Linked DNA regions of Mus musculus: region 1 is linked to region 2. A link is a contact called in public promoter capture Hi-C data. All regions are on one chromosome and are shown on one strand. The core of a region is the stretch at or near the end of the contact, and the rest is flanking DNA. Distances in the headings are between cores, read along the strand shown.

Region 1 (3,986 bases), core at 331-2,830, 270 kb before region 2:
AGGGAGGCCCCGGGGCCTGGTAGTCAATTAAAAGAGAGGGACTGCGGATTTTTCTAGACCTGCCAGTTCCTCCGAACCAACAAAGATCAACAGGAAAAGGTCTTCTCAGACTTATAACAATGTAGTTCAGGACCTGGAGGCTGGGAGCTTGGAAATTTCTCTTGCTTGCTACACGTTTGAATCTTCTGTGAAACTCTCTTGAGTCTTTAACTCAACACAGTAAGAAAAGCACAGAAGTCCCCATTCTCTTGATCATGGTTCAAAGCACAGGACAGAGGGGCTAAGGCATTCAGAGACCAGAGACGGGGGGGGGGGCTGGCCGCACCCGAAGGCTAGACTTAATTCCAAATATACTGGGCTGATTCCCACTGCTGCTGCAGCTTCCAAAAGAAGCCAGCTGGAGTCTCTTCCCGGGATGTCCTGGACCAAGGAACCTCTTCCTCGGAAGAGTCGCTTACTGCACCAGACTTCTAAATTTGCATCTGCTGATCCTCGGAGAATCTTCCTTAGTCTCTTCTGTCCTGAGTCTCCAAGAAACTCTCTCCATATCGCACTATTACCCCCACGAAATCGGCTTCTTCTAGAATCCCTCTAGGGAGAACTTTGAATACCCCCTTACCGAGTGCCCACGGATTCCAGGCAAGATGAACAGGAAGCTAGCAGCCAAAGACAAGAACACCAGGATAACAATGAGCAGCGGTACGCTGAAGCTGGCGGCATGCCTGGGCTGGGGGTAAAAGGGTAGCACCCCGTCCCACGCAGTCATCCTGCAAGAAGTTCGAGAACTGTTCGCAGGCAGCGAGCTGGGATGAGTGATAAAAAGTCCGAGCCCTGCGGCTCTCCTAAGAAGCGCAGAGGCGTGATCTCCCGAAACTCTTTCCTGGCCCTGCGACTTCACGCAGTGTTCACAAAGAAACGCAGACCCCCTCCTTTTATAGGAGCGTGGGCAGCAAGCAGGGGCGGCGTCCAAACCAGGTAGCAGGGTCCTGTCTGGTTGAGGTCATGCAAACGAAGGGGCGGAGACATGCAAATAACTGAAATCCTGTCCTTAACTCGACCGCAAACCTCTGATTCACACATTCACACCTGCTAGCGGTGGCGCGAGCGACACCTGCTAGGCAGGACGAAGAGCGAAGGGTGAACGGGCATCCAGGAAGGGTGAAGATTCTCGGAGCTGCTCCCAGGAGCGGAGCAGGAAACAAAATCTCCAAGACCACGGAAGACTGTTGAACCGGACCGGATCCCTTACACCAGAGGTTGGGTCTCCTAGCTCCTTTCTCCCCTTTGAACGTAATTCATCCTAGATGAGGATGAGGTTGGCTGCGCGTCCCTAGCTCTCAGTTCATTAGCCTCTCTCCCTTTTCTATCCCCCTCCTGGAGAAGCAGTACTTGGGAAATTGGGCTGAGAGGACTAGGTTTTAGAACAAACCCCATAGACAGTCCCGCTGCGCTCCTGACCAGGGTGTTAATGTGCTTGAGATCAGCATCAGACAGGGTTAGGGTGGCAGACGGTCTTAATGCCAGAAAGCGCGTCGTGAAGATGTGGGACCTGAGTAGTACCTCTCTGCTCCTCTCCCAGTACCAGCCGTGGGAGTGTGCGCTCTTGACACACTACCCCCCACCGCCGGGATCAAGGACAGCATGCTTCCAACAAGTCCCAAGACTCTAGTTCTCCTGGGCGCTCTGCTGACTGGACCCCTGGGCCCAGCAGGTACGTAGTAGGGGCCTCTTGCTGAAGGGGCTAGCCAGTGTCCCACAGGAGTGTGGAAAGAGAAGGGAAGGCAGATGGCGCCTGGAAGCTGGAAGGGTTGAGCCATCTCTTATTGAGCTATTGAGTTGGAAGACTTCTGACCGCCTCGGCTCAGCGGCCAAAGGATTGGAGATGGCGTTCATTGGCAGGAGTTAGCCAGCTGAGGAAGGAGCCTAAAGCCCATCGGGTCATTCAGGGCATTCTGGAAGGTTAATGTTAAGTGGGAGGCTTTCTGCTCCCACAGGTGGCCAGGACGCACCCTCACTGCCCTGGGAAGTGCAGCGCTACGACGGCTGGTTTAATAATCTGAAGTACCACCAGCGCGGTGCGGCTGGTAAGCCCCGGGCTCTGTAGGGAGGGCGTGCAGTTGGAGTGTGGGGAGAGGAGCCGGGGCGGCCTGCGGGATTGCATTCTCACCACATTCTTATCCATTCCTGGGGGTAGGAAATGGGAGGGGGCATGTGGGGCTTCTTGGGGACCCAGAGCGTTGATCCAGATCAACTCTCTGCGCTCCAGGCTCGCGGCTGCGTCGCCTAATACCGGCTAATTATGCTGACGGTGTTTATCAGGCTCTGGAAGAGCCGCTACTGCCCAACCCTCGCCGGCTAAGCGATGCTGTCGCTAAGGGCAAAGCAGGGCTGCCCTCGGTCCACAACCGCACAGTGCTGGGGGTCTTCTTTGGTGAGTATAGGAACAGGAAACCAGGGTGGATCTGGAGCTTGCTGAGTGTCCAGGGAAAGGACCACCGCAACTTGCAGAAAAAAGAACTTTCCAAGAAGTGCTTCTGTTATCATCTTTGAGGGTTTGGGTGTGATGCGGGGATCTTTCTCTTACTTTACTTCAAACCAACACGTACATTGGGTCCCCACTAGAACTCTCAGAAACTTATGCCCTGACCACTGCTGTCCTCAAGACTCTCATGACTGCCACACAGAGGTGAAGGGAGCTTGTTTTCAAATCGTATCCGCCTCCCCCCCTCCCACCCCCGAAACGATATTGGCATGTTCACAAGGGGATGCTACGTTTTGTTTGCATCTTAGAAGATCAAGTCTGGCGGGGGGGGGGGGATAAGCTGAAGAGACAGCGTTGAAGCTTGTGCTCTGGCCTCTGTGTCCTGATAATTCAGAGGCTCTCCTAAGGAGAGCGGGACCTGGTGATTTATCTACCACTTTGCTCTCTTAACCCAGGCTACCACGTGCTCTCAGACCTGGTGAGTGTGGAAACACCAGGCTGCCCCGCAGAGTTCCTCAACATTTACATCCCACGTGGGGACCCGGTGTTCGACCCTGACAAGCGCGGGAACGTGGTGCTGCCCTTTCAAAGGAGCCGCTGGGACCACAACACTGGACAGAGCCCCAGCAACCCCCGGGACCAGGTGAGGCCAGGCAGCCAAAGGCAGGAGGGCAGAGAGGCGGGAAGGGGGTCTGAGGCTGGATCCGCTGGAGGCCTGGGATCTGGCTGGGAAGACCAGACACGGTGAGGCTCTCCCTACCAGCAAGGACCTGCCTGGTCCTCCTGACTCTGCTCATCCCTGCAGAGCAACCAGGTGACCGGCTGGCTAGATGGCAGCGCCATCTATGGCTCCTCTCATTCCTGGAGTGACACTCTGAGGAGCTTCTCTGGAGGACAGCTGGCTTCTGGGCCTGACCCTGCTTTCCCGCGGAACTCCCAGAGCTCTCTGCTCATGTGGATGGCGCCGGACCCCTCCACGGGGCGGGGCGGGCCACAAGGGGTGTATGGTGAGGCTGCGGGGGTCCTGGCAGGAGGTGTAGGGTTAGAGGCACCAGGCTGCTTGGAGGCCCTGTACTGGAGGAGGGGGGGACTGCCTGTGGGTCTGGGCTCCCCTGACTCAAGCTGTTGTCCATCTCCTGTCCTGCTTCCCCACATGGATGCAGCCTTTGGGGCCCAGCGCGGGAACAGGGAGCCCTTTCTGCAGGCTCTGGGCTTGTTGTGGTTTCGCTACCACAACCTGTGTGCCAGGAAGCTGGCGCAGGAGCACCCGCACTGGGGGGATGAGGAACTGTTCCAGCATGCTCGCAAGAGGGTCATTGCCACCTACCAGGTGAGTCGTGCCGCCTGCCTGGAGTCCACCTGTGTGTAGGGTCCAGAGAGACTCTGCACCCCCAACAAAGCTTCCGGGGTCCTGGACAATGCCTCTTCCCTATATACTCTTTTCTAGGAGGGCCCTTCTTCAGGGAGAGGTAATGTGTAGGGAAAACTACTGTACATTTTAGAG
Region 2 (3,510 bases), core at 468-2,967:
GTAGATACTACATGGCATCATTACTGAAAGCTTTAAACAACCTTTTGGCATTTATTCCCGCCTCCTTTACTTTCCCCCCACTGTCCCCTGTTTTGTTTTAAACTTACTCCCATCTCTTGACTTTTTTTTTTTCCCAAGACTTATTTATTATTACATATAAGTACACTGTAGGAGGGCATCAGATTTCATTACAGATGGGTGGCTAGTGGTTACTGGGATTTGAACTCAGGACCTTCAGAAGAGCAGTCAGTGCTCTTAATCGCTGAGCCATCTCTCCAGCCCAACTTTAACTTCTTTAACTTTATAAGATGTCCTAACTTCTACTTCCTAGGAAAAGTGAAAAGTCAAAACTGAAAATCTGCCGTGATAGGATAATATAAGGTCGGTAACAAACCATGCCCAAGTGTATACATACAATAGATAAAGAAAGCACGTAAGTAGCCAGTCAACAGCACTATTATTAACTTCATTATTAACTTCAATGTACACAAAGATCACTTCATTCCTCAAATTCAGGCTGTCTGGTAAAGTAGACATACACTTCAGCAAAGTTCAGAGTAAAAATGAAAAATCCAAACAGTATATCTAAAGCTGTAAGATGAGCCCGTGAGAGTTTTTAAGAACAATAAAGGTGAATAGGACTCGAATTTACAATACAAAAAAAAAAAAAAACAAACAAACCACTGGCCCCTGGTCTACCACAACCACCAACTCTTTGGGGTTTTTTTCTAAGCCTGTCTGTCCCTGTGTAGATGAATAACTGTTAGCTCTGTTTTTCAGAGTTCACAGTTCTGTCCACTAACCCGATGGTTATCTCAGTGCTCTCAGTTCATCCTTCTTACCACAGGGTGGGGGAAGGGAGAGCTAAAAGTTGTTTTACTACTCCAATTCTAGTTTAGAAAATTCAATGTATTTTCTCCATCTAATCGCTCAAACGAGCTACCGGCCTTCACAATCATACCTAAGTTACTGACACATGGGAGAGCCGAACTAGGAAAAGCGGATCCACGACTTTCCATATGGGACAAACACTGAAACCGAGTTCCCGATCTGTTCGCCTAGTTTCGGTGAGAGGTTCTGGACTGCGAAGATAGCACGTGGGCCGACCGGACTGCTGCTGTCACTTCTCGTCTCCAGTTAGGTTCCAGGCCAGAGAGCCGACCCTCGGTGAAGGGCTGGGGCCCAGGCGGTCACCACCCTCCGCAGAGTCCGGCCGGACAAGCTGCCGCCTTGCTGCCCACATGGCCGTCCAGCCGAGGGAACCTCCGGGCCGAAGCTCACGCGGGACCCACGGCCCGCAGGCCCGGGCGGCGCCCCGGGGGCCCGATCTCCCCGCCCGCAGCCGGCGCCCACGGGCGTAGCCTGGCTCCCGGGCCCGAACCTACCTTCACGTCCTCGTCCTCGTCCTCGCCTTCCCAGCGGTCCCCGCCGGCCGTGCCGCCGCCCGCGACCTTCCGCACCGGGTCCTCCATAGAGAACGTGTCCGCGTCTACGGAAGAGAGCGAGTCGCGTTAGTACCCGCGTGGGAGCGGGGCCGCCACAGCCCGCATTTGGGCCGGAACTTCTGCTCACCCCAAGAGTCTGAGTCCCCCGCCGCCGCTGCCGCCGCCGCCGCCGCCGCCATCTCGAACCGGGGGTGAGCGTGTGCGATGGGAAGAGCTGCGAAGAGTTAGCGCGGCAGAGGTGAGTCACTGGGCTGGCTCTCGTTGGCCCGCGCAGGGCAGGCTGGGACAGTGGCTGACTGGGCGCCCGGCAGAGGCTCCGCCCCACGGGCGACGCGCGCGGCAGGGGCGGGGCGGGCGGGGTGGGGCGACGCTGGGCTGGGAGACGCGGACCAGCCTGGTCCCCCCAAGCCACACCCCTCACCCCCTCATCCCCCACCCCCCGCGAGAAGAGAAAGGAAGTGCGCACGCGTGAGTCGGGCGGTGCTCGGCTAGCGAGTGGGTCTTCTAGTGCTGGCTGATCGTGAGCCGGCAGCAGGCGAGCAGCGAGGAGGAAGTGGACAGGGCAGATATCCCGTGGCCTCCTAGCATTCGGGCACGGAGATGGAAGTATACTCCAAGTCTCCCTGGTTCTCCCTTCCGGTGATCACCCGAAGTCCTGCACGGTGATTGTTTTGGCGAAAACATTTCGGAGTTCCGTGGTCCGTCCCAGGCTTATTCTAGTTTGTCCTCAACACAGTAGCAAAATAGTTATGTAAACAGATTTCGACACAGTGCAGTGGCTGCAACAAAAAGAAGCATTATGAGGTTAGATGTTAAAAAGGTAGCATTAACGACGACGGAAGTTTCAGTTTTCTGCCCGCGGTAGGCACTGGTGAAGCTGGAGTTTGAGAAACCAAGTGACTTGTGCTCCGGTGCATTTCTGGTAGAGAGAAGGCTTGTGGTGCTCATCTGAGTGCATTCTAACAGGTAAACTGATAAAAAGAACCTAAAAGGAGCAAAATTCTCTCCCCCTTGGCACAGGGCTTCCCAGTAAGGACATTAAGAAGGAAGGAGCTAGTTTAGATATTGTCTGATTTTCCAATATATTCATTGTTTTTAAAGTTTTTTGTTTTGTTTTGCTTTGTTTTTAAGACAAGTTTCTCTCTGTAGCCTGGGCTGTCCTGGAACTCGCTCTGTGAACCAGGCTGGCTCCCAGGTGCTGGGATTAAAGGCATGAGCTTAGGTTTTAAGTCTTTAAAAAAAACAGACACACATCAGCCATTCTTAGTACTTTCCGTTTCTTGTGTATTTTTCGTCTACAAGTAAACATTTTATAAGGTGGTCTTTCAAGAAATGTTCTACCGCAATTTTTTTGTGTTTGTTTGTTTGTTTGTTTGTTTTCGAGACAGGATTTCTCTGTGTAGCCCTGGCTGTCCTGGAACTCACTCAGTAGACCAAGCTGGCCTCAAACTCAGAAATCAGCCTGCCTCTGCCTCCCGAGAGCTGGGATTAAAGGCGTGCGCCACCACGCTCAGCTGTTCGACAGCATTATTAAAATGAGAGATGACGCTCTATAAAAGAAAGCATCCGCCCAGCGTGGTGGCACACGTGGTGGCCAGCCTGGTCTACAGAGTGCCAGGACAGCCAGGGCTACACAGAGAAGTCCTGTCTCAAAAAACCAAAAAAAAAAAAAAAAAAAATCCATTTATGATTTTACAAAGTACCTAGTACATAAGTATAGGATAAAACCAAGAGCCTCTGCCTTCCTTGCATTACCACTGAGCTATGCGATTTCCAACTCGAATGAATTAATTCTGCAAGGATAACTCAAGCCCAAATTAAGCCAGTGACAATGGAGAGGAAGGAACCAGTCTGAAAACTATTTTAAGGTCAAAGGCAACAGAATGGCTAATTCTATTTATCAGCTTGACTAGACTGTGGTACCTATGTCCCCTAGCTTTTAGTCAAATACCAGTCTAATCGCTGTGAATGTTAGATGTGACTAATGTTTAAATCAATAAATTGAGTAAAGCATTGTAATACATGTTGATCCAGTCGTGAATCCAAATTAAGACAAGACCCTAGG

What was found. Promoter capture Hi-C pulls out the DNA fragments that hold promoters and counts their contacts.
Region 1: a contact with region 2 is called in a promoter capture Hi-C map of 3T3-L1-derived adipocytes, with 3 times the contacts expected there. The contact joins the promoter of Duox2 here to the promoter of Eif3j1 in region 2. A contact is called at or near these places in 13 of 39 promoter capture datasets (the 3T3-L1 cell line, 3T3-L1-derived adipocytes, the C10 cell line and 8 more), 2 of 484 Hi-C or Micro-C datasets (both in embryonic stem cells), 3 of 115 datasets of contacts at active chromatin or transcription factors (embryonic stem cells, epiblast stem cells and pancreatic cancer cells) and 2 of 9 other capture datasets (adipose tissue and liver).

What each region holds. Positions count from the first base shown.
Region 1 is chr2:122,295,821-122,299,806 of GRCm38.p6, reverse strand. Duox2 (dual oxidase 2) reads left to right here and starts at 1,580. Exons shown (of 33, transcript NM_001362755.1): 1 at 1,580-1,711; 2 at 1,995-2,084; 3 at 2,267-2,431; 4 at 2,938-3,125; 5 at 3,288-3,489; 6 at 3,646-3,812. The coding sequence starts at 1,642. Duoxa2 (dual oxidase maturation factor 2) reads right to left here and starts at 907. Exons shown (of 6, transcript NM_025777.2): 1 at 620-907. The coding sequence starts at 766.
Region 2 is chr2:122,026,787-122,030,296 of GRCm38.p6, reverse strand. Eif3j1 (eukaryotic translation initiation factor 3, subunit J1) reads right to left here and starts at 1,717. Exons shown (of 8, transcript NM_144545.4): 1 at 1,573-1,717; 2 at 1,386-1,489. The coding sequence starts at 1,624.